Linked DNA regions of Mus musculus: regions 1, 2, 4 and 5 are each linked to region 3. A link is a contact called in public Hi-C and HiChIP or PLAC-seq data. All regions are on one chromosome and are shown on one strand. The core of a region is the stretch at or near the end of the contact, and the rest is flanking DNA. Distances in the headings are between cores, read along the strand shown. Region 1 has its middle 31 kb from the start of 9430014N10Rik. Region 2 has its middle 18 kb from the start of 9430014N10Rik. Region 3 has its middle 32 kb from the start of D630010B17Rik. Region 4 overlaps Pus7l (pseudouridylate synthase 7-like). Region 5 holds the start of 9430014N10Rik (RIKEN cDNA 9430014N10 gene).

Region 1 (4,926 bases), core at 435-2,934, 320 kb after region 3:
AGGGGTGGAGTTTCCTGCTCATTCGTTCTGCCACGCCCACTGCTGGACAGTGCCGCTTTGCTGCTTGGAGCCACACACTTGTTCACCCTGCTACTGGACCCCAAGACCAGTTGGCGAGAATCGGGTTCCCTCCCCCTTCCTTTATAACTGAATGTCAGAACTAGTAAAATTGAGCTTTGAACAGGATGAACTTGTCTTGGCTCCATTTCTTCTTTCTCCACGTCTAGTTCCTCCCTTAGCTCGAGTGGCCATCTCAGTCGAACCGTTCACATTGCGAGCTGCTGGCCGGCCGCAACAGTCTTGCATTATATTCATAGTTCAAATGTTCTATATGTTTTGAAATGAGTTGCCTATATTAATGTGGGCTAGGAAACTTGGTAAGGTAGAGTGGGTTTGAGACCCCGGAAACTCAGTTACACAGTCTAGACTGTGGGTACCCCGATACTCCCTGCCAGATTCCTAGCCTGGAACACTGCTCATGCCACACTCCCTACATAGGCCACGTAGCCCAAAACAGGGTCCTCCATGCTAATGAGGTACCTAGAAGCCCCGAGGGTTTAGCCAAGAAGCATCTCTTCACAGATATCCCTGCTTGCAAAAGGTATTTAAACTCTGACCCACCCTGAGAAATGGGTACACATCCAATTTGCAACAACCAATAAACAGTTTGGAAGCAAGGATTGTCTCTTTCATCTACCATTGTCATCAGGAATATGGAGAAGGCCTTCACCTACAGAGCTGAACCACCTAAGTCTCCCATAGAAGGCCTCTGTGTGCTTCTAGACAACCATTGCTACCTTTGCTGATGAGCTAAGCCAAGAACTTCCAGCCCCAGCCCCAGGCCATTCTCAGCCTGAGGGGCCCCAAACGTTCCAGTCTCAGGCCAGTGGGCCCCCAACACTTTGCTCAGACTTCTCTGTGCAGTTTTCTAGCAGCACATCAGACTGGACTGATACAACTGGGCAAGCTATGAGAGGTACATCACTCCTTCTGTGACCTCTGTCTCGCTTCCTGCTCTGATTCCCCTCAATAATGGACTGTCATCTGTGAAGCGAATCAAACCCTTCAGCCCTCCAATTGTGCTTGGTCATATTTGCTCACAGCAGTAAACACCTAAAGAGGACAGGTAGCCACCTGTAATGCCACCACTTGGTAAGCGGATACATGGTACCTCTAGATTAAGCTGGCTGTCTAGAGTAGCCAGAGTTGGCAAGCTCCAGGTTCAGTGAGAGACCTTGCCTCAGAAAATAAGTTGAACAGTGATATAGAAAGATACTCAATATCAACTTCAGTCTTCCACAAGCACGGAGCCCTCCTACACACGCATGTGCTTATACACACATGAGCACACAGACATACATGTGTGCATCGCACATATATGTACATGTGCAGACAAAACTTTTAAGGACCTAGAGCAGACGTCATAAGCTATTTGAGTGATTCACCATTATACTTTCCTCCCACAGAGGCCACTGGATCTCTAGAGGGAAGGTTCTCTCTTGTTCAATTGTCTCTCCTGTGGCTACAGAACAAGGCTTTCCCTAAAGTGGATTCTCCAGAAATACATGCCTTAGGAGCCGGCCTCTACCTGTACTTACACAAAAGGCTTCTTTAGTGTGAGACTGGTGTGTTGCAACATGTCTGTAGTCTTCCTCCTTCCCCACTGGATTAGGCCTCTTCTAGGTGGGAGGGAGGAGTTGCTCGGCTGACTTTGTGTTCTCAGAACTTAGTTTCCAACTTGGCTTGTAACAAGCAAAAAAATACACAATTGACTCAAACGAGTCAGATCATCACTGCAGAAGACTGGAGTCCAAGGCTGGGGAAGTCAGCCTTTCTCATTTCAAGACCAGCATTGGATCCGGGCTTCTGGGGAGACAGACTCACCTGCTTACGCTGAAGCAATGGGAACCTAGAGCTGGCTTGGTGGACAAGACCTGGTGTCTTTTTGGAGAGTTTTAACTGAAGGTCCAGAGTAGGAGAGGGAATACATTTTTGCTTTCCTTGTGCAAAAATCAGAACCATTTCTTCCTGCTGCAGACTCTGATGAATAACTCAAAAGGAAAAACTAATCCCTCTGTCATCCATTTATTTTAAGGAAAACAGATGTGAAATACTTTCAAATCTCTGGTTTTTCTAAGCTTTGTAAATGAGCTTAGATCGGCAGCCTTGAAATAGTAGCATATGTGGTAGAGCAATGCTTTCCTATAAAATTCCATAAATAAGCGTTTGAATATGGCCTCCGGTATATTTTGGGGAGAGACATCCCTAAATTAAGATTCCCAAGCTTCTTGATATACTACTTCTGGGGGTCATTTCAGCTCTGCACTCTTGGCAGAGGTCTCCCATGCCTGGGTCAGCTGACCTACGGGTGAGTGACACTCGGAGAACCTGTCAGCCAGGATGCAGGCCACTCCCTTCTCTGCACAGCAACTTGGGCAAAGAGCTCCAGATGCGGCGGCCTGTGCGTGCCACACATGTGCCTCACTGCACTCAGAAAACTTCCCTCTACCTGTTGGCCACCCTTGTTGGGTGCTTTGCCACCCTTGGCTTTTTATTCTGCCGTGATTTTCAAAAGTTCCGTTACAGAGCCTGACTTAACTCTTACCTGTTGCTCAGTGATTCTCTACGGAAACAGAAATAATCCTTCATCCTCCCTCAGTTGCCAAAGTGAGTCTGTGCTGCGTGTGCTGCGTGTGTGTGTGTGTGTGTGTGTGAGTATGTATGTGTGTGAGTATATGTGTGTGTGAGTATGTGTGTGAGGGTGTGTGTGTATGTGTGTATATGAGTGTGAGTGTGTGTATGAGTGTGTGTGTATGTGTGTATGTATGTGTGTGTATGTACGTGTATGTGAGTGTATGTATGTGTGTGAGAGTGTGTGCGTGAGAGTGAGTAAGTATGCATGTGTGTGAGTGTATGTATGTATTTGTTTGTGTAAGTATGTGTGTGTGTATGTATGTATTAGTATGTGTGAGTATGTGTGTGTGAGAGAGTGAGCTTGTGTGTATGTGTATGAGTGTATGTATGTATTTGTGTGTGTATGAGTGTGTGTGTGTGTGTGTGTGTACTCTAAGTTCAATGTATCTGACACCCTTTTCTGTTACCTCCACAACATCTGCATACATGTCCATATAATGCCCCAACACATACACACACACAATGAATCGTAACGCATCTTTTTTTAAACTACAAAGGTAAAGTGACTAATAATTTTTTTCTAAAATTCATATGGATTGCCAAAACCATAGAAACATATAAACTCTGCTCTATAAAGCCAGAATGGATGGGCGATAGGAAAAAAACATAATTTCAAACAGCAATGGTTATATGTTAATCTTTCTAACATACTCTCAAGCACTCCCTCCTTAAAGTGGTGTGTCCGTATTCTTAGATCATGTGTGATGAGCTAGGTACAGTGTTTGTGTCTTATAGATAAAATTACATTCCCACTGATTTGTCTCCTCACTAACCTTCCAATATTCATCCCATCTGACAGGCTTCAGGCTAACTAAGTTGATGGTTCAACATGATCTAATACCCTTCCTCCTTGGACTACTACTGAGAAGGTTCCATATGGTATGACTGTAGCGGGGTATCAAATGATACATTATGGCAGACATTCTATATGATAATGCTGTAGGGTCAGGGTTATATCTCTGTGGTCCAGTATTTGCCTGGTGTATGTATGGTCTCAGTTTCATCCATAGTCATTGATAAGTGGTGACAAACTACAGCAAAATTAATGCAAGTTATCTATACTTTGTGATCAGGAAAAGTCAATTTAAGACAGTACTGATAAAAAGCAACTGGGACACAACCCGGAGAAGTGGTGAGATTTAGAGCATCGTTTTGGACAAGAGTCTAGCATCAGTGAAGCCCTGACGCAGGGAGTGCTTGGTGCTCTGTGAGACCTAAAGGAGTACAGCTGGAGTATAATTAGCAAGCAGGAGACTGATTTGAGGCAGAGGCGAGAACTCAGAACAGTTCTGAGGGAGTGATTTATTCTTCTCTTCTAATAACCATATCTCATGAAGTCCTTAAACCACCTTTTGAGATGAATACAGAGAAGCCAACTACTTCCTCCATCATGACACCACTAGGGAAGAGCACAGGCAAGATGGGGCAAACAGACTTCACGACCCACACCTAAGCTCTTCTCTTTAAAAAAATGGCATTAAACTGAGTCCAGTGTTGCCAGAGCCCCCTTTGCAAATCTGCTTCATAGCCATGATCATGGTACCTAAGCACTGTGTTTAGCTGAAAGTTCGAGAATAGTAACGTTCTTAGTTTACACACTGTCTTAATAGTAATGCAGCCATTGTCTCATTGAAGAGCCAGACACTCATGCAATAAAGGGGAAAGGCTCAGGGCTGACAGAGCCCACATATGTTCTTTGAAAAAACATTTTGGCAAGTCAAGAACTCAGTCAAAGTTAAGAGAGGATTTTTCAGCCAACCCCTTTTGAATGCCAATATATTAGAACTAATTCCATCTGCAGCCTGCTTTTAGGGTGTAGTAGCTCCGAGAATGCTTTTCTCCTCTTCATAAATGGCAGCCTTGATAAAATAACACAATTTCAAAGGGTGTTTCAAAGAATACCGCCATGTGTTAAAGTGACTGTTTACTCCTGTGTTTTTTTTAAGCTATCTTTTAACCGGGTGCACAAAGTGCCTTCAACCAGATACCAGAGAAGAGACAAGAAAAAGGAGAAATGCTGTACTTTACACACACACAGTCAAAGTGAGATTTGTCAGGTCATAATGGCCAGTGACATAATAGGCCCAGAATGTCCAGCAATGTTTTCACTCAGAAAGATTCTGTCCAAATGGCTTCTTCCGGTCCTCAGTCAGCATCTCAGATTCTCTTCTAAGATTGCCCTCTAAACTCTGTGGCCCCATCTTGTTTGCCCTCCCCAGTAGCCTTGATCAT
Region 2 (4,951 bases), core at 1,988-4,487, 270 kb after region 3:
ATCCCTTTATGGTAAAAGTCTTGGAAAGATCGGGAATTCTAGGTCCATACCTAGCAAAAGCAATATACAACAAACTAGTAGCCAATATCAAAGTAAATGGAGAGAAACTTGAAGCAACCCCACTAAAATCAGGGACTAGACAAGGCTGCCCACTCTCTCCATATCTATTCCATATAGTACTCCAAGTTCTAGCTAGAGCAATTAGACAACAAAAGGAGGTCAAAGGGATACAAATTGGAAAGGAAAAGGTCAAAATATCATTTTTTGCAGATGATATGATCATATACTTAAGTGACCCCAAAAATTCCACCAGAGAACACCTAAAGCTGATAAACAACGCCAGCAAAGTGGATAGATATAAAATTAACTCAAACAAATCAGTGGCCTTTCTCTACACAAAGGATAAACAGGCTGAGAAAGAAATTAGGGAAACAACACCCTTCACAATAGTCACAAATAATATAAAATACCTTGGTGTGACTCTAACAAAGCAAGTGAAAGATCTGTATGACAAGAACTTCAAGTCTCTGAAGAAAGAAATCGAAGATCTCAGAAGAAGGAAAAATATCCCATGCTCATGGATTGGCAGGATTAATATAGTAAAAATGGCCATCTTGCCTAAATCAATCTACAGATTTAATGCAATCCTCATCAAAATTCTAAATCATTTTTTCATAGTTAGAAAGAGAAATTTGCAAATTCATTTGAAATAACAGAAAACCCAGTATAACAAAAAGTATTCTAAACAATAAAAGAACTTCTGGGGAAATCACAATGCCTGACCTCAAGCTGTACTATAGAGTAGTTGTGTTAAAAAGTGCAAGGTTTTGGTTCAGAGACAGGTAGGAAGATCAGTGCAATAGAATTGAAAACGCAGACATGAACCCACACATATATGGTTACTTGATAGCTAAAACCATCCAGTGGGGAAAAGACAGCATTTTTAACAAGTGGTGTTGGTTCAACCAGTGGTCAGCATGTAGAAAAATGCAAATCAACCCGTTCTTATCTCCTTGTACAAAGCTCAAGTCCAAATGGATCAAGGACCTCCACATAAGACCAGATACACTGAATCTAATAGAGAAGAAAGTGGGAAAGAGCCTCAAGCACATGGGCACAGGGGAAAAGTTCCTGAACAGAACACCAATGGGTTATGCTCTAACATCAAGAATTGACAAATGGGACCTCATAAAATTGCAAAGCTTCTATAAGGCAAAGGACACTGTCAACAGGACAAAAAAGCAAACAACAAACTGGGAAAAGATCTTTACCAATCCTATATCCAATAGAGGGCTAATATCCAGTATATACGAGGAAATCAAGAAGTTAGACTCCAGAGAATCAGATAACCCTATTAAAAATGGGGTACATAGCTAAACAAAGAATTTTCAACTGAGGAATATCAAATGGCTGAGAAGCACCTGAAGAACATCCTTAGTCATCAAGGAAATGCAAATCAAAAAAAAAAAAAAAAAAAAAAAACCCTGAGATTCCACCTCACACCAGTCAGAGTGGCTAAGATCAAAAACTCAGGTGACAGCAGATGCTGGCAAGAATCCGGAGAAAGATAGACACTCCTCCATTGCTGGTGGGAGTGCAAGCTTGTACAACCACTCTGGAAATCAGTCTGGTGGTTCCTCAGAAAATTGGACATAGTGCTACCTGAGGACTCAGCTATACCACTCTTGGGCATATACCCAGAAGATACTCCAACATGAAATAAGGACACATGTTCCACTATGTTCATAATAGCCTTATTTATAATACCCAGGATCTGGAAAGAACCCAGATGTCCTTCAACAGATGAATGGATACAGAAAATGTGGTACATTTACACAATGGAGTACTACTCAGCTATTAAAAATGGTGAATTCATGAAATTCTTAGGCAAATGGATGGAACTAGAAAACATCATCCTGAGTGAGGTAACCCAATCACAAAAGAACACACATGGTATGCACTCACTGATAAGTGGATACTAGCCCCAAAGCTCCAAATAACCAAGATTCAATTCATAGACCACATGAAGCTCAAGAAGAAGGAAGACCATAGTGTGGGTGCTTCAGACCTTCTTAGAAGGAGAACAAAATACTCACAGGAGTAAATATGGAGATAAAGTGCAGAGTAGAGACTGAAGGAAAGGCCATCCAGAGACTGTCCCACCTGGGGATGCATCTCATATACAGTTACCAAATCCAAACACTATTGTAGATTCCAAGAAGTGAATTCTGAAAGGAGCCTGATGTGGCTGTCTTCTAAGAGGCCCTGCCAGAGCTTTACAAATACAGAGGCAGATGTTAGCAGCCAACCATTGGCCTGAGAGTGGGGTCCCCAATAGAGGAGTTAGAGAGGGTTTGAAGGACTGAAGGAGTTGAATGGGTTTGCAACCCCACGGGAAGAACAACAATATCAACCAACCAGACCCTCCCAGAGCTCCCAGGGACTAAGCCATCAACAAAGGAGTACACATGGCTCCAGCTGCATATGTAGCAGAGAATGGCCTTGTCATGCATCCATGGGAAGAGACGTCCTTGGTCCTATGAAGGCTTGATAGATGTCCCAGTGTAGGAGAACTGAGGGTGTGAAGGTGGGAGTGGGTGAGTAGGTGGAGGAGCACCCTCAAAAAACAGGCAGAGGGAGGATGGGATAGGGTGATCCTGGGAAGGTGAGGGAAACCAGGAAAGGGGATAATAAAGAAAATAGCCAATTTAAAAAAAAAAAAAAAGATGTAAGCGCAGAAAGCCAGTCTGTCAGCACGATTTTGGTTTCAATAATACTTAGCCCCTCTGTGAGCACCGTTCAGTCCAACTGGGGAGACTCAGTGTCACAGAGCAGTGAGCGAGGATGGTTTATTCTGTAATAATTTCAGAGAAAGAGCTGTGTGAAGCTTTGCTAAACTTAGCCACGCTGCTCTCTGGTAAGCCTTCATTTCATATGAAGCCCGTTTCTTTGCTTTAATCCTCTTCTCTAAGCCGCTGGTATTCCCACCATGGACGGTCCCTCCTGGATTCTTTTGACCTGTGATGAAGAATACGCACCAAGGAAAGAGAAGTCTAATCAGCGTGTTACAGTTATGATCTATCCGGGGAAACCGAATACATTTTATTTTCTCAATGGATTAAACTTTATCCATTCATTATTCATTTTTCTGTGAGTAGAAAGCTGACACAGATACACTCAGCCTGGAATTGGCTGAACATTTTCAAGGCTTTTCAACAGACGAAAACCCAGTCCTCCTGATTAGTTAATTACATGCTTGCGTTATCATCCCCAAATGGCACTGGGTCATAAATGTCCTGAGACTGGTGTTTGTGAGGGAGGTGGTTAACGTCATAAAGCTTCGTTGTCACTCATGCTATTGGGCACCTGGCCCTTGTACGCCTGTTCTTGTAAAAGGAAAAAAGAGAAACTCCTTCGGAACTCTAGAGTCCAGTCAGACTGGAAACCGCCCTTCTGTAACCGGAAGTGCCGGGTGCCACGCCCTTTCGTTTCTTAGTGGATCATTGTTTTTCTTTGTCTTCACATCTTTTGCTTAGCGAAATACAAGTCTAAATGCCATAGTACTCAATTGTTATCGTTTGAATTAAATTTTTCTTTATAAAAAGATTTTTAGCGAGGTATTTAGTTTGAAAGCTACACATGGCACCCTGCCCCCTTTTTTTTGGTAAGGATTCCAAATAAGCACTGCGTAGAGCCCAACTCTGTACTGACTGAAACTGGGGCGAGGTGGGGGGGGGGGGATATGGTGAAAAACAAAGAGTGTACCTTTCATGTTTTCTGTTTCATAACGTCTTATGGTCGTTTGATATCTTAGGACCTTGAGCCCAGCTAGGGTTGTCATTTCCCAGGGTTAGCTAATTCCTAGACATGGGTAAAATCTCTCTACAGCAAGCTTTTGGTTTGTAAACTAATAGATTCTAAATCCACATCTACACGCATTTCCTTTTCCATACAGCAGGCTAGAATACTGTCTTCCTGCCTAGCAGAAGTCACAAGCTGGAGGTAGAAGCGAGACAGCTGGAGACCACTCCCACTGCTGAGCTCTAAAAACTGTTCAAACTGGACCTGTCTCAGCCCACTTCTTCTTCCCATCCTTTTCTTCGCTGCATCAAGCACGAGTCAGCTCCGGGCCCATGCCTCTCCTTTGCTCCTCCCAACTGCTGACAACCTCCTCTGTGTGTCCACAGGGCCCAGGGGCCTGGCATACATCTTTCCCCTGGAAACTGAGAGCAACAGGAAACCGTTCCAATGGCAGGGGTGTCTGGATCTGCCCCTCTCTATATCTCAAAGCAGGGTTTTAAGCTTGTATTAACAAGAAGAAGGGGGAAGAGGAAAGTGGAGGTGAAAGAAGTTGGAAAGAATGGTAGGGAAATTGGGATAGAGAGAGGAAGAACCCAGAAGAAAGAGAGAGAGATGAATTCAGTCTCTCAGCGCCTTAGCTGGGTAGAAATGGCAGGATCTAGCACAGGACATGAAAATTTACTACTTCACTCAATAGTAGTAAACTAGATATTTATGTAATAAAAGACAACAGTGTGATGGAAGGAAAACCAGATTATCTTCCATAGCAAAGAGGAAGTAAATACACAATGTTCTTGGGTGGGCACTGACATCAATAGAATGACTGTAATTAGACACTGAGCATATGACTATGACCTTCAACAGTGTAAAGACAGAACACTAAGATACTTGGTTCACGGCTCAATCCACTTGGCTCTCTCATCCCTTCACTCTCGGTATCTTTCAAATCGGCCTAAATATATAGGATTTCTGTCTCTGTCATTCAGTGAGGTGACAAGAGGACGAGTACTTCAAAGGAAATGCAATGCATATTTCTACCCACAGTGAACCATGGGATCTATTGGGGAGCCTGAGAAAAATGACTCCAGCAATTATAAATTGGAAGCAGAGATTGGCTTGAGTCTGCATTTGTTTACAGCTCCATGATTGA
Region 3 (5,680 bases), core at 2,047-4,546:
AACAAGGCCATCCTCTGCTATATATGTGGCTAGAGCCATGGGTTCCTCCATGTGTACTCTTTGGTTGGTGGTTTAGTCCCTGGGAGCTCTGGGGTTACTTGTTGGTTCTTACTGTTGTTCCTCCTATGAGGATACAAACCCGTTCAGCTCTTTCGGTTCTTCCTCTAGCTCCTTAATTGGGAACCCTGTGCTCAGTCCAATGGATGGCTGTGAGCATCAACTTCTGTATTTGTCAGGCACTGGCAAAGCCTCTCAGGAGACAGCTGTATCAGGCTCCTGTCAGCAAGCACTTGTTGGCATCTACAATAGTGTCTGGGTTTGGTGATTGTGTGTGGGATGGATCCCCAGGTGGGACAGTCTCTGCATGGATGGGATGCCTTTCTCAGTCCTGATAGGCACCTGAATAGCACCCCCCTTCTGCAGCCCATTTACGCCCAGATCGAAGCATGCTGAGCTACCCACAGGAAGGTGAAGCACTTACCAGGTTAGCTGAGGAAGGACAAACAGGGTGAAACCACAGAGAAATGTATATTTGTACAATTATCTGTGTCCCATTGTGTTATCTGCCCACCTCACTCCAATTCTGTTGAATATTGTAGTGTGCTTGATTAGGACGCATCGCTTGTGATAAACCCTAATTTAGACTAAAAATAGGTTTTAAGAATCTCTGCCGCTTTTCGCCATTTTGCTTGTCAAGACCACTGAGTTAAAGTGTTGGTGTACCCAGAGGGGGTTGGATTTCCTAAAAATAGTCAACGTTATTAAGAGCCTTGGGGGATATTGTGCTATAATTTGCTTTCTAGATACAATTTTTAAATAGGTTTATAAGAATCACTGCTCAATTATCATAAAATTCCTGTGGAATTACATATTGTGGGTTAATTAGCATGAGCTCATTTTGGCCCACATGTTGTTATACATGTTGTACCACATGGGCACTCCAGTCTGTAGGAAAGGCTAGAGAAGGTAGAGAAACAAGGGTGTAGGCCACCAGGAAGCTGAAACCCAGGGCAAAGTAGTGAAAGATGCCAACGCATGCCTCCTGAGAGAAGGGAGTGTGGAGCTTTGTGTTGTGCAATCTTCTCCCACTTCACCTGATGATTCACGTCATAAAACTGTGGCCATGCTACATGTTCTCAGGTTTGGTTAGGAAGGAGTAAATGAAGAATGTCAGAAAGGTCATTTTCTTTCAGGAGCAATATTAAAAAAAAAAAAAAAAGACTGCCTACTCTGGCCAAGGAGGTTGAATTATAGTTCTTTATTGTCTGATATATGTCCTTCCTGTGAAATAAGTCTAGGGAGAGGAACCAGCATTCTTTCCCACCCTTATGTTTTGCCAGATTATTTTATTATTTCACTTTTTTGTTTAACAATTTGGATTTGCTTGAAATTATCCATTGAGATGGTGTACTGGCTGGTTTTGTGTGTCAACTTGACACAGGCTGGAGTTATCACAGAGAAAGGAGCTTCAGGTGAGGAAATGTCTTCATGAGATCCAGCTGTGGGGCATTTTCTCAATTAGTGATCAAGGGGGAAGGGCCCCTTGTGGGTGGTGCCATCCCTGGGCTGGTAGTCTTGGGCTCTATAAGAAAGCAAACTGAGAAAGCCAGGGGAAGCAAGCCAGTAAGAAACATCCCTCCATGGCCTCTGCATCAGCTCCTGCTTCCTGACCTGCTTGAGTCCCAGTCCTGACTTCCTTTGGTGATGAACAGCAGTGTGGAAAGTGTAAGCTGAATAAACCCTTTCCTCCCCAAATTGCTTCTTGGCCATGATGTCTGTGCAGGAATAGAAACCCTGACTAAGACAGATGGGCTAACCCATAAAAGCAAAGCCCACGTCTCAGTAAGCACAGTGACAAGGCAGTTGCTCATTGGCTGACTCCAACTGTCAATCTCCAGATCTCATCCCTCATAGGCGAATCAATGGAGGTGACTTTAATTCCATCTGATTTACATTGTCAGATAGACAATACCTTGATGAGAGTTCTCGAGGGGAAAAACAAAACAAAACAAAAAGGAAAAATACCTTACTCTATAAAGCAATGATACTAAGCCAGACCTATCCAGGAAATAGCAGCCTGCAAAATATATTGATCTACTGTGCGGATAAAACGGAGCTGCACTCGGATTCATTTCTTTAGTTGTTAATAAATCCGCATCTGCCAAATATTTTCAATTTGTAACTCATTCCAATAGATTACCCAAATTAAAAAAAATCAGAAAGATTCTATATTTTCCCCTATTGGCCCCTATCACTTGCTTTCTCCCTTTTTAAAAGATACTTCTGTTTGTATCTTGATGATCCTTCTATAGATCTTCAGAAAACTCTTAATGAGCTGTAATTATGTTCTCAATTAGTCCATCAATAAGGACAAAAAAATAGATTGGCAAGCTACCTTTCTACTAAAAGCTGATAATTACCAACAAAGTGGGGCATTAATTAAAATTATGTCTAGAGCTCTCCTCATATTCAATTCATTAGTTTTAAAACTATGCATGTAGTTGACCTTACTCATCTACTGCTGTACACCTGGCACCTAGGATCATCAGGTCTTAGTAAGTACTGGCAGAATGGATAGATACCTTGATGATAAGTCAACCTACTTAAGACGCTGTTTTACGCCTCATCACTCTATAGGTAAGTGCCCTTTCCTATAAGAAACGCATGTGTGAGCCAGGCAGTGGTGGTGCACGCCTTTAATCCCAGCACTTGGGAGGTGGAGGCAGTCGGATTTCTGAGTTTGAGGCCAGCCTGGTCTACAGAGTGATATCCAGGACAGCCAGGGCTACACAAAGAAACCCTTTGGAGAAAAAAATATGCAAATAGATAAATAATAAAACAACCACTAAAAAAGATAGCTAAGGATGATGCTGTTTGGAACATACACACACATACACACACATACACACGCACACAGAGAGAGAGAGAGAATGAGAGAGGGGGAACAACTCATGAAGCAACATTGTTGAAGATCAGAGCTTTGAAGAGCAGATATGAGTTTGGGAGGTGAGAACAGTTAGGACAGGACAAGCCTACCACTCAATTCCTTGATCTGTGTTCAAACTCAACTTCCAGCCAGTAAATCTGGATATGTGATCTAGGTGATGCTCACTACTCTGGGTAAAGGGAAGATGACAATAGCTTCTGTCACACAGGAGAGCTGTGGGATTCACAATAGCCATAGGGAGACCCCCGTGGTAGTGAGTGATCCAGTTCTTACGCAGCTACACAGAGCTTCAGAGTGATCCGTTATTCAGATGGTGGCAGCAGCGGCGGCAGCAGCGGCAGCATATCTCAGAAGGAAATGAGCACCAGATGTTCTGTGCACACGTGACCTTAGACTCTGCAAACAGCTACAGCCACCTATGGAGAAGCTCACTATGTCCTGTGTGGGCGACTCTGATCCTCAGAGGTTACTTCTGTCTTGGGATAGATCTCAAACCATGGGGAGTGGTTGTAGGACTAAGATTTGTCAGTGAGCAGCGCTTGACAGGAGCATAAAACACTGCTAGAGTGTGGGGTGTATGTGTCAGGGGGAGCTGAGCAAGGAGTAATCTTAGATTTAAAAACTTGTGCTGTCTTTCCCCCAAATCCCTCTAATAAATACAACTTCCCTTCATGCTTTAAGGAAACATCTTTCATAGAAGGTGAAGGATTTATTGGTATAACTGCCTCATCTGAGATTCCAGGAAACATGAACACAGTGTGGTTGCTTTTTCACTTTAAACTTCTGGGAAAGCCAATCAAAACCACAGCATAGTATCCCTTGTGCCTCTCTTGGAACGTGGCAGGGACTCTGGTCTCCACTAGTACATTCTGTCTGACCTGACCAGGAAATCTCTACACCAGGTTGGTCTTTCCTAGCTAACACAAAGACCTAGATACATTTTGTTTGTTTCAATGGCTTCCCAAGGGAGATGGGGCAACAAAAACTCCCTTCAGCAGGTGTGGCACAGTTTGTGCAATCCTGTATTGACAACAACAATAGCTACCAACATCATATTTCCGTTGCTTTTATTTCAGTGATTTTAAAAGTGAAAAGTCAACATGTTATTATTTATAGATACATATCAGAGGGATTGCTATCTCCCTAACAGTGCAAATATTTCAGTGACTTTGAAAATGAAACGCATTCTAACTCCTAGGTCTATTCAGACTCAGTGTATCTACCTCTTGAGACTCAGCCCTCCTTGCATTGTGGTTTTCTTGCAATAAATCTCCCTTTTCTTATTAAAATCTAAGGTGTATTTATTATTAGAGATGCCTCTATCAGTTCCTTGTCACTAAAGAGGACCTTTCCTTTTCAGCTGTATTACTCTGTGGTGGACAAGAGAGGGCACTCTTGTATTTCATGTGAAATCGAGAACATGATTTTTTTTTCCCCAACTGTTTAAGGATTGACTAGAGAGAAGTGAGGTTTTTAAATGGGCTGGAAAAAAAAATGTAAAACATAAAACATCGACACAAATGTATCGCTTTTACAAATAAGTCAAACATAAGAGAATTTTTGGAAGATTACCCTATAAATCGCTTTAAAGAGATTTTGACAAACAAATGCAAATAAGAAGAGACATAAAAATCCTTTTCTACTAAGCTTGACTTAATTCAATCTGAAATAAGTAACCATTAGAAATAATGCAGTTTAAGAACGATGAGAAAGGCTTTCTTACATTCCAAATTTCACAGAAGCTAGGGTTTTTACTTGAAAAGAGTGCTCTCCCCTGATCTACAATGGAATCAAAATCATCCAATTTAAAGTAGAAAACAATGGAATGATATCTCCCCAGCTCCAAGGAGGAGGATTTTTATCATTCTAAAACACAGCCTGGCTGCCCCTGATTATATCCCTTTGGGTTGAGTTGTGCGGGAACTGATGCTAGAACCCATAAAACAGAGCCATCAGAACCTACCAAGTATTTATTCTGTTGGCCCTTTGCTCCCAGGACCACTGGATCCCGTAATCCTCCAGAGGATCCTAAGCTTTGCAGTTGAATGGATTCGTATGGATTATTTTCTCCAGCAGCTGCTGCTAATAGTCAAACCCCAGGGAAAGATCCAGAAAGAGCTCCGTAGTGGACCTCAGAGGGAGCCGTGTCTGGGAACAGCACCCTTATCAAAGACCAAAATGTCAGTCATTCAAAATAAGTACTTATTTATCTAAAATTCTAAATGCTATTAGCACTCTGTTGAGGGTAAGACTCATAACAGACTAAATCAACAGTGACATATATGTTAATACGTCTATTATTTTTATTCTTAAAGAATTCAAGTTTTTAAGTTATGGTAATAAGGAGTCAGGAGTAAAAATTACTTTGTTCTGCATTAAATTCGACTTCTATTGGCTTACCATGAACTGTTTCAGTGACTAAAATGTGTTATGTGGCATTTTCTATCTCCTGATTAAAAATTATTGCTAAATTTTGTTCTTTAAGACTTATGTTCTTAAGAGGAAAAGTATTCTCTAGGGCTGGAGAGATGGCTCAGAGTTGATAGTACCCAGTACTCTTACAGAGGGCCTGGGTTTGGATCTCAACACACACATAGTGGCTCACAGCCATCTGTAAACTCAGTTCCAGGGGGATCTGGCACACATGCACGTAAAATGAAAATATATATATATATATTCAACTACTCTATGCAAAATTATTCATTATTGTTTTGAATATATGTAACACAAAAG
Region 4 (5,396 bases), core at 1,974-4,473, 310 kb before region 3:
CAACGTTCAGTACCCGGAGAACCAAGTAGGGCGGTGGTACCAAGAAGCCCTCAGCAGGGACGGACTGCAGGCCTGTAGGTTCAGGGTGCCCGCCCTGAAGCTGAACGTACCCGGATGCTACAGGCACATCGTGAAACACCCCCGCAACGTGTCACACCGACTAGTCCATCCTGACCCCGCCACCGAGGAGGCCCGAGTGGAAGGTCCCCACTCCGATGATACAGCCTCATCGCTGTCCTTGTCCTTCGACCTTGACGCTTCGTGTTACGCTACTGTTTGTCTGAGGGAAATGATGAAGGGCGACATTTAAGCTCACACACCCTGATGTCACCGCGTGCGGGGCATTCGGAAGCAAGGGTAGCCGCGGTTCCAAGGGCTCTGCCTTGAGCTTCGCGGTTCTCGCTCCTCACTTTTCACAGTGTCCTGAGAGGTCGGGGTGTGATGTATTAACGTAAGCACCGGTGTCTTAAGTTTAAAGCTATATGACTGTGCTCTCTAAGGTCATGCTTCAGGGATTTTTCTCCGGTCGTGAAAGTTCTAGGTCTTTGGAGCACCACTCTGAGCACGGGCTGCTCCACGCCACTCTTGAGAGGTGGAGAGAGAACAGCGTCCGCGCTGCTTGGAGAGGTGATGGCGAAACCTCGGTGCTTTTCTCCCGCACTGCCTCCTTTCCACCGCGAAGTGGCTGGTGTGACACCGTGCAAGGGCAGTATCTGTTCTCATAATGTATTTATGAGATACTGAAGATTTTATTTAAAATTTTTATACTAGTTTTTTTTTTTACCTGTTTTCCTAACCGTTTGTTGTTTTCTACCACCTAAAACTCAGATTTTATACTCCTGTCGGTACCCACGTTCTATTTCTAACACATACCAACGACATTGGAAATGGTAGTGATTCTCTTTGAAAAATAAAGACATTCTCGATTTCTTGAGTTACTATCGAATTGTCTCTATGTTTTATGCTGCAAAAAAGAAAACATATTGTCCATTTGGAATGTGTTGGCTTGCTTTAATTGTCCCACACCATAAGTCATCTTTAACAGCATGATATCATTTAAGTTCAGGTAGAGAGGTGACGTATTTACCAGGAAGACTTTTCCCGATGATCATTTCATTGCCAGTAATATATCGTGATGAAATTTAAAAATCTGTGTGGAATATTGCAGACCAGCAACAGCAGATTTTTGTATGTCTATGCTAAATTATACCCATTTAAGGAATATTAGAGCTAGGAGATAAAATCCAAAAGAAGCAAAAGTTTTCTATGGAATGCAAAATGTGATTTTTGCTGCATTTTCTTCTGTATCGGTGGAACTCAACCTGTGTGGGTCATGACCCCTTTGGGGGTCAAATATCAGATACCCTGCATTTCAGATATTTACTTTATGATACATAACAGTAGCAAAATTACAATTAGGAAGTAGCAACAAAATAACTTTATGGTTGGGGGGTCATCACAGCCTGAGGAACTGTGTTAAGGGGTCACAGTGTTAGGAAGGCCGAGGACCCCGGTTCTGTATATTAGAGAGCGAATCAGAAGTCAACTCAAAGTCCACCCGTAAAGAACATAAGTGAGATGAGCTGAGTCAGATCGTTAGCAAGCGTAGTTACTATAGTCGCTGATGCACATTTAGTAGCATTAGAAAATGTTTTAGAGGAGCAACACACATATTTGACACATGCCGTGCTCACCAGTGAAGCTTATTTTAGTGCAGACAAAGCTCCGTTCCAGGCATCGCATATGCTAAGCAAATGCAGTCTCTCAGCTATATTTGTATTTCTTTCAGTATCCTTTCAATTAAAAAAAATTATAAAAGAATGTTAAAACAAAAACAAAACCCATAGCCACTGGGGACCAGCTGCCCCAGCTCCTGTTTGTTCAAGACCCTGTGCTTCCTGATCAACAGTAACAGAGGGGACATTAACACAGATACCACTGTCATCAGTTAATGTAAGTACCGTGTGTTGAGAAGAGGCCGGGAACTCCACTGCTGTTACACGTCTGCAGGCACAACTTGGAAGAGAAGAAAAGAAAATGGCATTCTATTAAGATGATGAGTATTCAATTATATGTATATATATATATACATATATATATACATATATATACATATATATACACACACACACATATATATGTCAATTTTATGTGTGTAATGTAATAACTATATATATATATATATATATATATATATATAATGGCCATATATGATAGGATATTACATGGTATGTCATATGATATTACATATCATCTTTGTTACCTTTCTGTTCCTGCCAGGAAAAACCTTAACAAAAGCAATTTAAACGTGAAAGGGTTTATTCTGGCTCCCAGGTCCAAGGTGCAATCTGTCATGGCAAAGAAGTCATGGCAACAGGATCCCTGAGGGCTCAGGTCACCACAGTCAGGAAGTAGGGAACAGCAGGGATACTTGTCACTCACATCCTCCTTTTTATACAGTCCAGGATCCAAGCACTGGGAATGGCGCCGCCTGTTGTGGGTGGGGCTTCTTGCCCCAATCCCTCTAAACAGGATAATTCTTCACATGTGTGCTGAGGGTGGTTGTCTTCAAGTGACTCTAATCTCCTAAAATTGACAATCGAGATAACCCATTACAGCTGCTTCAGCAATCTCAAAATACAAATGAAGTTGGATATTATGGTACCGTTAGTTTTTAAAGTGGCCCTCATGATTTTAGCGATGACTGAAAATGAAATGATACTCTATAAAGTAGCAAAACTTGGGAGGGGAGGGATATTTTCATTCCCTCAGTGAAATTATATTTTATGAATTAAATATGAAAATCAGTTATATAAAACTTAACCTAGTGTTCTTTTAAATAGCATTTCTTAGAGCCTGTCAAGCATTTAAAACATGCTGTCATCAATATTCCTGTCTTGGCCTGTAGGTGGCACTGTAAGCTTATATTTCTCATACAGTAAACGGAGCCAGCAAAAAGCATATCTTTGTTATCCATCATAACTAGAACATTATTTAGCTGTTACGCATACCGAAAGTCGTTCCATTTAACAGTATTTGGTATGAAATATATTTTTTAATTCCAAGGACCTTATTATGTCTTAAGAACCAACTGATGATAGCTTCATAAGCATAACCTTTGCTCTAGTTTTAATTACCAAGGTTACATTTGAGACTAATGGTGCGTAAGGACCAGGAAGGTGAACAGTCTTAACTTTGAGGTGTTTTGCTGTATTACCACAGTCAGGGGGTGTGAACCCCCGGCCTTGCTCACCCTAAGCAAGTGCTCTGCTGGCTGAGCTGAGAGCCACACCGCATCTTATCAAGGCACAACTGCCTTGTTTTTGTTTGTTTGTTTTGTAACTTGTAAAAGTTGAAATCTCGGTAACTTTAGACACAGTTAACATTTATTAGCGTTGTATAAGTATCTCTCATATTAATCCATACTCATCCCAACCCCCATTGGGAATGTAATATTTCCTGCTTTGGGCAGTTTAGAAGCCTATCTGAGTGATCTGTCTCAGATCAGACAAGATGTGGTGTGGAATTGAACTTGACCATGCTTCCTAGGTGTCTTACATAAGGTCACTATTGCAAAAGCAAGTTGGGGAGGAAAGGGCTTATTTCACACAGAGCTCCAGGTAACAGTTCATCAGCAAAAGCCTTGAGGGCAGGAAGTTAAACAGGGCAGGAACTAGAGGCAGGAGCTGATGCAGAGCTCATGGAGGGTGCTGCTTACTGGCTGGCTCCTCATGGCTTGCTCAGCCTGCTTTCTTATAGAACCCAGAACCACTAGCCCAGGATGGCACCACCCACAATGGGCTGGAACCTCCCTCTTTGATCACTAATTGAGACAATGCCTTATAGCTGGATCTCATGGAAGCATTTCCTAAATTGAGGCTCCCTCCTTTTGATGACTTTAGCTGCTTTCAAGTTGACATAAAACCAGCCAGGACACCAGGTCCTGGCTTTCCCCAGTGTTGCCTTCTGAGAGCAAGCTCTGTGGTAATAATTTCTCTGTCTACAAACTTAATACCGTCTTCTGCTGCTGAGCAGGCACATGGTGGATGTCTTGAGGGAGAAATAATATTCTTTCTGAGATGCCAATCTAAGTAGAAGATCCAAATTATTCTGGTGTCATTCACATATTTGAGTATGTTCCACAGGGGTATATTAAAATCGCTATAGCTGATAGGAAACCGAGTTGATACCTGAGGCAATTCTAAATGTCACAGGAAAAGCTGAGTGACGAAGTTTAGTCCTAATTCAGAGCTAGCTTCTCTAGTCCTTCCAGAGGGCATTGTGCTTAAAGAAGAAGCGAGTCGACTGATTCTAGTTTATACACATGACTGGCATCTGCTGGTTCACTTTATTATTATTATAATATTATAATTACGTTCATATTATTATTATCATTATTATTATCATCATCATTATTAATTATTCTTTCATAAAATACATCCAAACCAGTTTCCCCCCTCTCCATTTCTCCCTGCTCCTCCTTCCCCTCTTCCTCTGTTTACCTTCAGAAAAGAACAGAGCCCCCAGGATGTCAACCCAACATAGCATAACAAGCCACACTAACACTAGGCACAAACACTCTTACCAGGGCTGGGCCACGCAAGCTAGTGGGAGGAAAAGGGTCCCAAGAGCAAGCAAACGAATCAGAGACTGCCCCACTTCCACTATTAGGAATCTCACAAAAACACCAAGGCTAACAACCATAACATAAGCAGAGACCCTAGTGATGACCCACACAGGCTCCGGCATTGTTCCTTCAGCCTCTATGAGCCCTGCTTAGTTGATTCCGTGGGCCGTATTCTCCTGGTGTCCTGGACAGCTCTGGCTCCTTACAATCATTCCTCTGCCTGCCACAGGGTTTTCCGGAGCTCCAAGGGGAGGAACGTGAAGGCAGAGTCACATTTTCAATGGAAGCTACAGACACACACTCGAGTGGCTCCAAGTTGAGGGCGTTCTGGAGATGCAGAAGGAAAGAAGATGACATCTGGCTTGGGACGCTAACAGTGCTTCATGCTTTCCGGGTTTTTATTTGGTTTGAAATGCCACCTACAGAAAGAGTAGCTGGCAGACTGAACCGCAAGGAGGAAGGCAAGCGCAGGCTTCCGGTGGATTTCTGGTTCCCCAAGTGACCAGTGGTGTGCCGGGGGCCGCTCCCAGCGCCCCTTCTAAACCCTTAAATGATACTTGTATTATCATGTCTAAGAGTTTTGAAAGGTCTTCTTAAAAATGTGCTTGAAGTAGTACGGGTAAGGCTGCTATCTAAGAGTGTGTCAGTTTAAAGAACAGGGAGTGGTCTTAATGGATTTGATCTCCTGCAATTCCTGTTTGATGCGTCAGGAACACCTCCAAGTAAAGAAAATGACTCTACTCTTCTTAAGCAATTCGTTTTCTCACTC
Region 5 (5,628 bases), core at 1,552-4,051, 290 kb after region 3:
AAAAGAAAGAAAAATCAATGTATTGCTGTGTTCCACTGGGGTTAGAGGATTAGCTGAGCTCTGTTCCAAATGGAACGTGATGGAGAGAGAGAAGATCTCTGTAGCACATGACGCCAATGTGTGACCTCGGGACTCTGTGCCTAAATGGGGAGAGGCAGACCATGAAAACAGGAAGAGAAGAATTCCAGGTGTAAGAACCAGAAGGATTTTCTGGGCCGAAATATCTGTGACTTATGAATGCGAAGCCAGTAAACAAAAGTATTCTTTTGATGGATTTAGGGTGTTTGCCTCGATGTCTGTCTGTGCACCACGCAGGTGCCCCCTGCCCTTGAGGTCTAAAGAGGGTATCAGATACTCTGAGTTTAATCAGAGTTTAACAGGTTGTGAGACACCATATGGGTGCTGGAAGCTGAACCTAGAAACCAGAAGTCGACAAACAAGAGTTCACAAGTGCTGAGCCATCTCTCCAGCCCCAGAAGATAAAATTCATATGAAATGAAAGAAAGCAGCCATGGCTTATGGGATCTACAGTAGGGGAGGGTGTGGGTGCTGGTGGCTGCAGAGAGGAGAAACGAGACTAGAGTTGCCTAGAAGGAGAGTCAGTGGTAAGATGAACAAGGTAGAAAGGAAAGCAGAGGATCCCTACCTCACCCTATGTCGAGGGACACAAGCGAGTGACACGTGTGTCACCAGGGACGCACAGCCACCACATGTGGAGCTCCTGGACGAGCTGTCCCATTCCCAGTGCCACTGTGGTCGTTAACACGTATCTTCACGATTTTTCCTTTCCAATTTTTTTATTCTCCTCCTCCCCATAATTATATTATACCAATACATCACCTCCCAGATATGTCTTGGGCTATGGGATATAAGGATGAGGCATGAGAGACCAGAATACCCTACAGGATTAGCGTTCCAAGCTTGAATTCTTCACCGAGAGATGCTAGGTGAATGAATGAATGAATGAATGAATGAATGAATGAATGAACTTGTAATCTTTGCTTCTTGTGTTCTTCTTTATGTGCTTGAACTTTGAGCAGTTCTGGTATCAAGGGCAAGCTACAGTACATGGAGAGGGTTTGAACTCTACAGACAGCTGTTCTCTGTCCCATCTTTAACTTCTCTGAGTAAAAATGAAATACTGTTTCTGAATGTAGACCCCACACACAGCATTTCTCAGTGTTCATAAGGTGTGAACAATAGCACCTGGAAATAGAAGCCATGACTTTAACCGATTTATAAAATTTCTCTTAAAAAAAAAAAAAGTGCTTGTCCTGCAAACACAGCTTCCCGTTACCACACATTCCAGGTCTCCACCCTAAAGCCCACTGTAAAATTATTCCATAGACACTGTTCACTCTTGGCACGTTCTCACTGGCGTGTGGTGTGGGTGTAAATGTCATGTAATTTGTAGATATAACAATTCAATTCCTGACTGCGAACTTGATCTCTCTTGGATTTTATCCGAGCAAACTCAGTTCCAAGGCTCCCGGAAGGTGCCGTGTTTGTGCAGTTGTGCGACATGGACCCTCAAATGATGTCCTAACGAGGTGTCAAGAATATTGTGCGTTTTAATCCTGTACATTGAATCTCTTTGAAGTAGTTTTCCCTCTCTGAAACCACATGGGATAAACGTATACCAAAGAGAGAGCAAAGCAGAAATTGTCTTGAAGATCAATGGGCTCCACGGACTCAGGTTGCCCTAAAGATGTTCCCATCTGACACCCAGGTTATCTGTCTCAAGACTCAAAGTGACCTGAGGCAAAGAAAAACACCCTGTTCTGACGTCTTCGGTTTGTCTTTGGAAGTGGGGAGTTAGGATTGGCTCCTCTGCTGCTAATTGAACAAGAGTGCAAGGAGACAGGGGTGGGGGGTAGGGGGATTTGAATGATGAAATAAAGAAGGAAAACCGAGGAAGAATCCCACCTGATGAAACTAAGTGGGGTTTCCTCCACTAGGCACTCCAGGAGCAACCCCTGACCCTGGGCCTGGGAACCCCGTGTTTGGACAAGGCGGCTAAGCAAGTACGACTTGGTGTTCTGAACATTTAATTTAGTAATGTAGATAGGGAAGTCATTTACTTTCTTTGCAGATCATTAGGTGGGCCATTAAGTCATTGATGACTTAATTTCCATGTCAACTCTCGATGTTATACACATACATATTCCCACGGGCGCACAAATTACAGAAGAGATTTAATTTTTCACAGGTGCGTTAGCCCAAACCTCCTAAGTGGTTACAACACCAAGAATATACAGGGACTCAGCTTTAGAACACATTGTGAAAGTAAAAAAATTGGTTTTTAATTCATTTTGTGAGTCTCCTATGTCGAACATGCAATGCAAAGGGAATAAGTTAACATACCACCACCAAGTTAATGACTAAATGCTGAACTAATTTAATAAAATCTAATATTAAAATATATATCGCATGTAAATTTCACATTTATGATTGCAATAAAGTTATAATAAAAATCCCAGTGTATGCTTGCAATATTATTAAGTTCCATTTCCATCTCCAACAACCTGCGTTTAAAAATATATAATATTACCTTGAGCGTTTGGTTTTTATGTGGCAACTGCATTTGCCCTAACTTGTCCCTGGAGAAAGACTGAATCATACATTTCATTTTGAGGGAAATGGTTTTCTGCATCAGAATAGAATAAAGATGATTAAATGCGAAGTGGATCATTTAGCCCTGTTGCTTGGGTCGAAGGGCACAATTATCTCCTGCTGAGTCCTATAAGTGTGATCGGGTACCAGAACATGACTTGAGAGTCACTCCAAACTGCTACAAGGTAAAGGAGCTCACCAAGGCCTGAGCAGGTGACAGGCAAAGGCTCCAGGAAGCAGGCAGGAGGCCACACGTGGTGAGATAAACCCACCAAAAGGCATGGCTCCTCTGAACAGCTGTGACTAATTCATCTAGTTCTTTGTGAGAAATCACCGTGATGCTATGTAAGCCGGCTTGGTAAGTGGACTGGAATAGTATTCTTCTTCTCTGGGTATGAGAGTTACTGGCTGGCCTGTGTGTGATGGATATGAGATAGACACAACAGGGAGAGAGAGAGGAAGGAGAGGGAGAGAGGGAGGAGAGGGAGGAAGGAGAGGGATGGAGGAGAGGGAGAGGGAGAGAGAGGGAGGAGAGGGAGAGAGGGAAGAGAGGGAGAGAGGGAGAGGGAGGAGAGGGAGAGAGGGAGGAGAGGGAGAGGGAGAAAGGAAGGGGAGGGGGAAGGAGATGGAGGAGGAAGAGAGGGGGGAGTGTGAGTGAGAGGGAGGGAGGGGGCAGAGAGGAAGGGGGAGGGGAATGAGGGGAAGGGGAGGGGAGGTGGAGAGGGAGGGGAGGGAGGGAGGAAGGGAGAGAGAGGGAGGGAGGGAGGGAGAGAGAGAGGGGGGAGAAGGAAAGAGAATTAATTGTGGAACCTTGGCAGGAAACCAGGCTTAGAAGCTGTGTGCAGGCCTCCATTGACTGAGTCTCTCTCTCTCTCTCTCTCTCTCTCTCTCTCTCTCTCTCTCTCTGTGTGTGTGTGTGTGTGTGTGTGTGTGTGTGTGTTACATTGGGTTTTAGCTACACTGCTTTTGCTCCCAGCCAATTGCATGTGTGCATTCACCCAGGAACTACCTTTGTATCCTCAAATCAAAGACACACACACGCACACACTCACACTCACACACACACACACACACACACACACACAGTAACTTATTTTTAAATGCCTTGGCTACTTTAAAGGCTGGGCACTCCTAAACCTTCCCCTACTACCCTAGGCCCAATCGGGGAAGTGGCCAACCACCCAAATTCTCACATGGCTGGCTGGCTTTCTCTCCTGCAGCTCTCCTCTTCCTTCTCCCACCGCATCCTGATTCTGCTCTGTTCCTCTCTATGTCCTACCTGCACAACCCTAAGAGTCCTGCTCAGGCCCAGCCTCTTTTTGCTCTCCATTGGCTGTTGGCATCTTTATTGATTGCTCAAAAAACCAATTGGGGACAAGGACTTTTACTATTGGGACAAGCAGATTCCTGATTGAATCAAAGCATTAGAACCAATCTCCAACATGTCTGTCTGTCTGTCTGTCCATTGTCCTCATCTATGAAATGGAAATAAAGACTCAGATAGAAGAATAGTACAGATATTACAAGAAGCAGCATAGCATACAGAGAGGCAGCACATACTCACTGCTTGGCAAACAGTAGCGCCACTCTCACCAAGCCCCCACACTGACTGGTTATCAGCATCGGAGGTAGCAATGCCAACATAAGGCAGCCTTCATTCCACTATGAGTGTTCTTGAAACAGCAGGGTGGACATCCGAGAAGGCCTGGAGGCCCAAGATGTCACCTGGTCAGTACTATTTTTGCTCTCCAGGGCGTAAGGTCAGTGGTCACCCTGTATAGAGTGCTACCACCTGCCATTCCTTGGGTTATTGGAGCAGCCAGATTGTCCAGCATCTAGGATCCCCTTGCCTGTTGCGAGTCCATGTCTGTGTCTCTTCTGAGGGATTGTTAGGTCAACAACAAAGCTCTGAGTGGAGGCTGCATGGCTGAAATAAGTGCCCTTGACCTGTATGCTGAATTTGGAGACCTCAGACTGTACCTCAGATTGCGGCCTTATTGGAAACTGAAGATTCTTTACAGACAATATTGTACTGTGGTCAGGGGCTGGGGATATAGCCCATGGGTGGAACTCTTCATATCCATGACAATCTAGGATAAATCCCCAATGTCCAAATACAATAACAACATAGGGGGAAACCCAGGCTCATTCACTTAGGTGGACCCTAGTCCCATATGAAGGATGCCCATAGGAAAGAATTGAGAAGTGGGTGTTTAATACAGATGATATGTTGAGCTATGTTGAGAAGACAACCTTCCAGCAGGCAGAGAGCTAGACTAAGGGTGGAGGGGATTCGATAGACTAAGGGTGGAGGGGATTCTTGCCCTTGGCCTGCGCAGCCAAGCTAACACCATTGCTGGGACTCGTTGCCCCTACACTGGAAGGGACACTTGCAGCAGCTTTAGCAGACCAGAAGTAGAGGGTTTACTGGGTGCCCTTTCTCAGTTAAACTTTCTTCCCTAGAGAAATGCCTCTCTCTCTCTCTCTCTCTCTCTCTCTCTCTCTCTCTCTCTCTCTCTCTCTCTCTGATACTGAAATTGAGTTGCTTTCTGCTCCCCATCATCTATGTATCTAGCTTGTAGTGGTACGCCATGGGAGCCTTTAAAATCCAAACTGTGAACAATGACACAAATGCCCCTTAGCACTGCCAATGTGTACCGGAGTCAGGAGTCCATTCCTTGAAAGCCCTTCAGGATTGCCCTTCTAACTGCCCAGGAATTATAAATTATTAACAGATTTGTCTGAAGAGTATAACGGTACAGTGTTATGCAGAATCTTTGTCTGTGGAATCTACCAGCCACCCAGAGGCCTGATAATTCACTCTCTGTTCCCTAATGTAAACATATGCACGTTCCATAAATCAAACTAGTTTTAAGGCAATGTTTTTCCTCATAGAAAAAGCAATGTGCTTTTCTGAGTAACTCTATCTGGCCACTGCCCACCGCCTCTACGCCGTACGGACGTACCCAAGCATGAAGAATCTAGAATCAGAAATGTGGAATTTGCGTTTTAGAA

Evidence for each region. Hi-C and Micro-C count contacts between places; a contact is called where the count stands out from the background. HiChIP or PLAC-seq counts read pairs in DNA pulled down with a chosen protein or histone mark.
Region 1: a contact with region 3 is called in a Hi-C map of cranial neural crest, with 3 times the contacts expected there. The contact joins two enhancer-like sites. A contact is called at or near these places in 3 of 484 Hi-C or Micro-C datasets (cranial neural crest, embryonic limb bud and uterus).
Region 2: an H3K27ac HiChIP or PLAC-seq map of double positive thymocytes shows a contact between it and region 3, with 5 read pairs. The contact joins two enhancer-like sites. A contact is called at or near these places in 2 of 39 promoter capture datasets (the 3T3-L1 cell line and hippocampal neurons), 3 of 484 Hi-C or Micro-C datasets (CD4 T cells, Th1 cells and cerebral cortex) and 2 of 115 datasets of contacts at active chromatin or transcription factors (Th17 cells and double positive thymocytes).
Region 4: a contact with region 3 is called in a Hi-C map of cranial neural crest, with 3 times the contacts expected there. The contact joins two enhancer-like sites. A contact is called at or near these places in 9 of 484 Hi-C or Micro-C datasets (the 3T3-L1 cell line, 3T3-L1-derived adipocytes, cerebellum and 6 more), 1 of 115 datasets of contacts at active chromatin or transcription factors (T-cell acute lymphoblastic leukemia) and 1 of 9 other capture datasets (embryonic stem cells).
Region 5: a contact with region 3 is called in an H3K27ac HiChIP or PLAC-seq map of T-cell acute lymphoblastic leukemia, with 4 times the contacts expected there. The contact joins the promoter of 9430014N10Rik here to the enhancer-like site in region 3. A contact is called at or near these places in 2 of 39 promoter capture datasets (the 3T3-L1 cell line and hippocampal neurons), 9 of 484 Hi-C or Micro-C datasets (the 3T3-L1 cell line, the P5424 cell line, Th1 cells and 5 more) and 4 of 115 datasets of contacts at active chromatin or transcription factors (DN3 thymocytes, the SCID.adh cell line, T-cell acute lymphoblastic leukemia and 1 more).

Annotation. Positions count from the first base shown.
Region 1 is chr15:93,893,924-93,898,849 of GRCm38.p6, reverse strand. No RefSeq gene overlaps it. Among named protein-coding and RNA genes, the nearest start is that of 9430014N10Rik, 31 kb to the left of the region's middle. Within about 2 kb of position 1,684, at least 8 of the 459 cell types and tissues checked have an H3K27ac peak or open chromatin away from gene starts, as enhancers often do.
Region 2 is chr15:93,942,152-93,947,102 of GRCm38.p6, reverse strand. No RefSeq gene overlaps it. Among named protein-coding and RNA genes, the nearest start is that of 9430014N10Rik, 18 kb to the right of the region's middle. Within about 2 kb of position 3,237, at least 8 of the 459 cell types and tissues checked have an H3K27ac peak or open chromatin away from gene starts, as enhancers often do. A contact at or near this core is called in double positive thymocytes, where this site is marked.
Region 3 is chr15:94,212,272-94,217,951 of GRCm38.p6, reverse strand. No RefSeq gene overlaps it. Among named protein-coding and RNA genes, the nearest start is that of D630010B17Rik, 32 kb to the left of the region's middle. Within about 2 kb of position 3,296, at least 45 of the 459 cell types and tissues checked have an H3K27ac peak or open chromatin away from gene starts, as enhancers often do. A contact at or near this core is called in the P5424 cell line, the SCID.adh cell line, T-cell acute lymphoblastic leukemia and 2 more, where this site is marked.
Region 4 is chr15:94,518,233-94,523,628 of GRCm38.p6, reverse strand. It overlaps Pus7l (pseudouridylate synthase 7-like), which reads left to right. Exons shown (of 9, transcript NM_172437.3): 9 at 1-989. The coding sequence ends at 310. Among named protein-coding and RNA genes, the nearest start is that of Pus7l, 23 kb to the left of the region's middle. Within about 2 kb of position 3,223, at least 2 of the 459 cell types and tissues checked have an H3K27ac peak or open chromatin away from gene starts, as enhancers often do.
Region 5 is chr15:93,924,284-93,929,911 of GRCm38.p6, reverse strand. It overlaps 9430014N10Rik (RIKEN cDNA 9430014N10 gene), which reads left to right and starts at 2,801. Exons shown (of 4, transcript NR_045737.1): 1 at 2,801-2,971.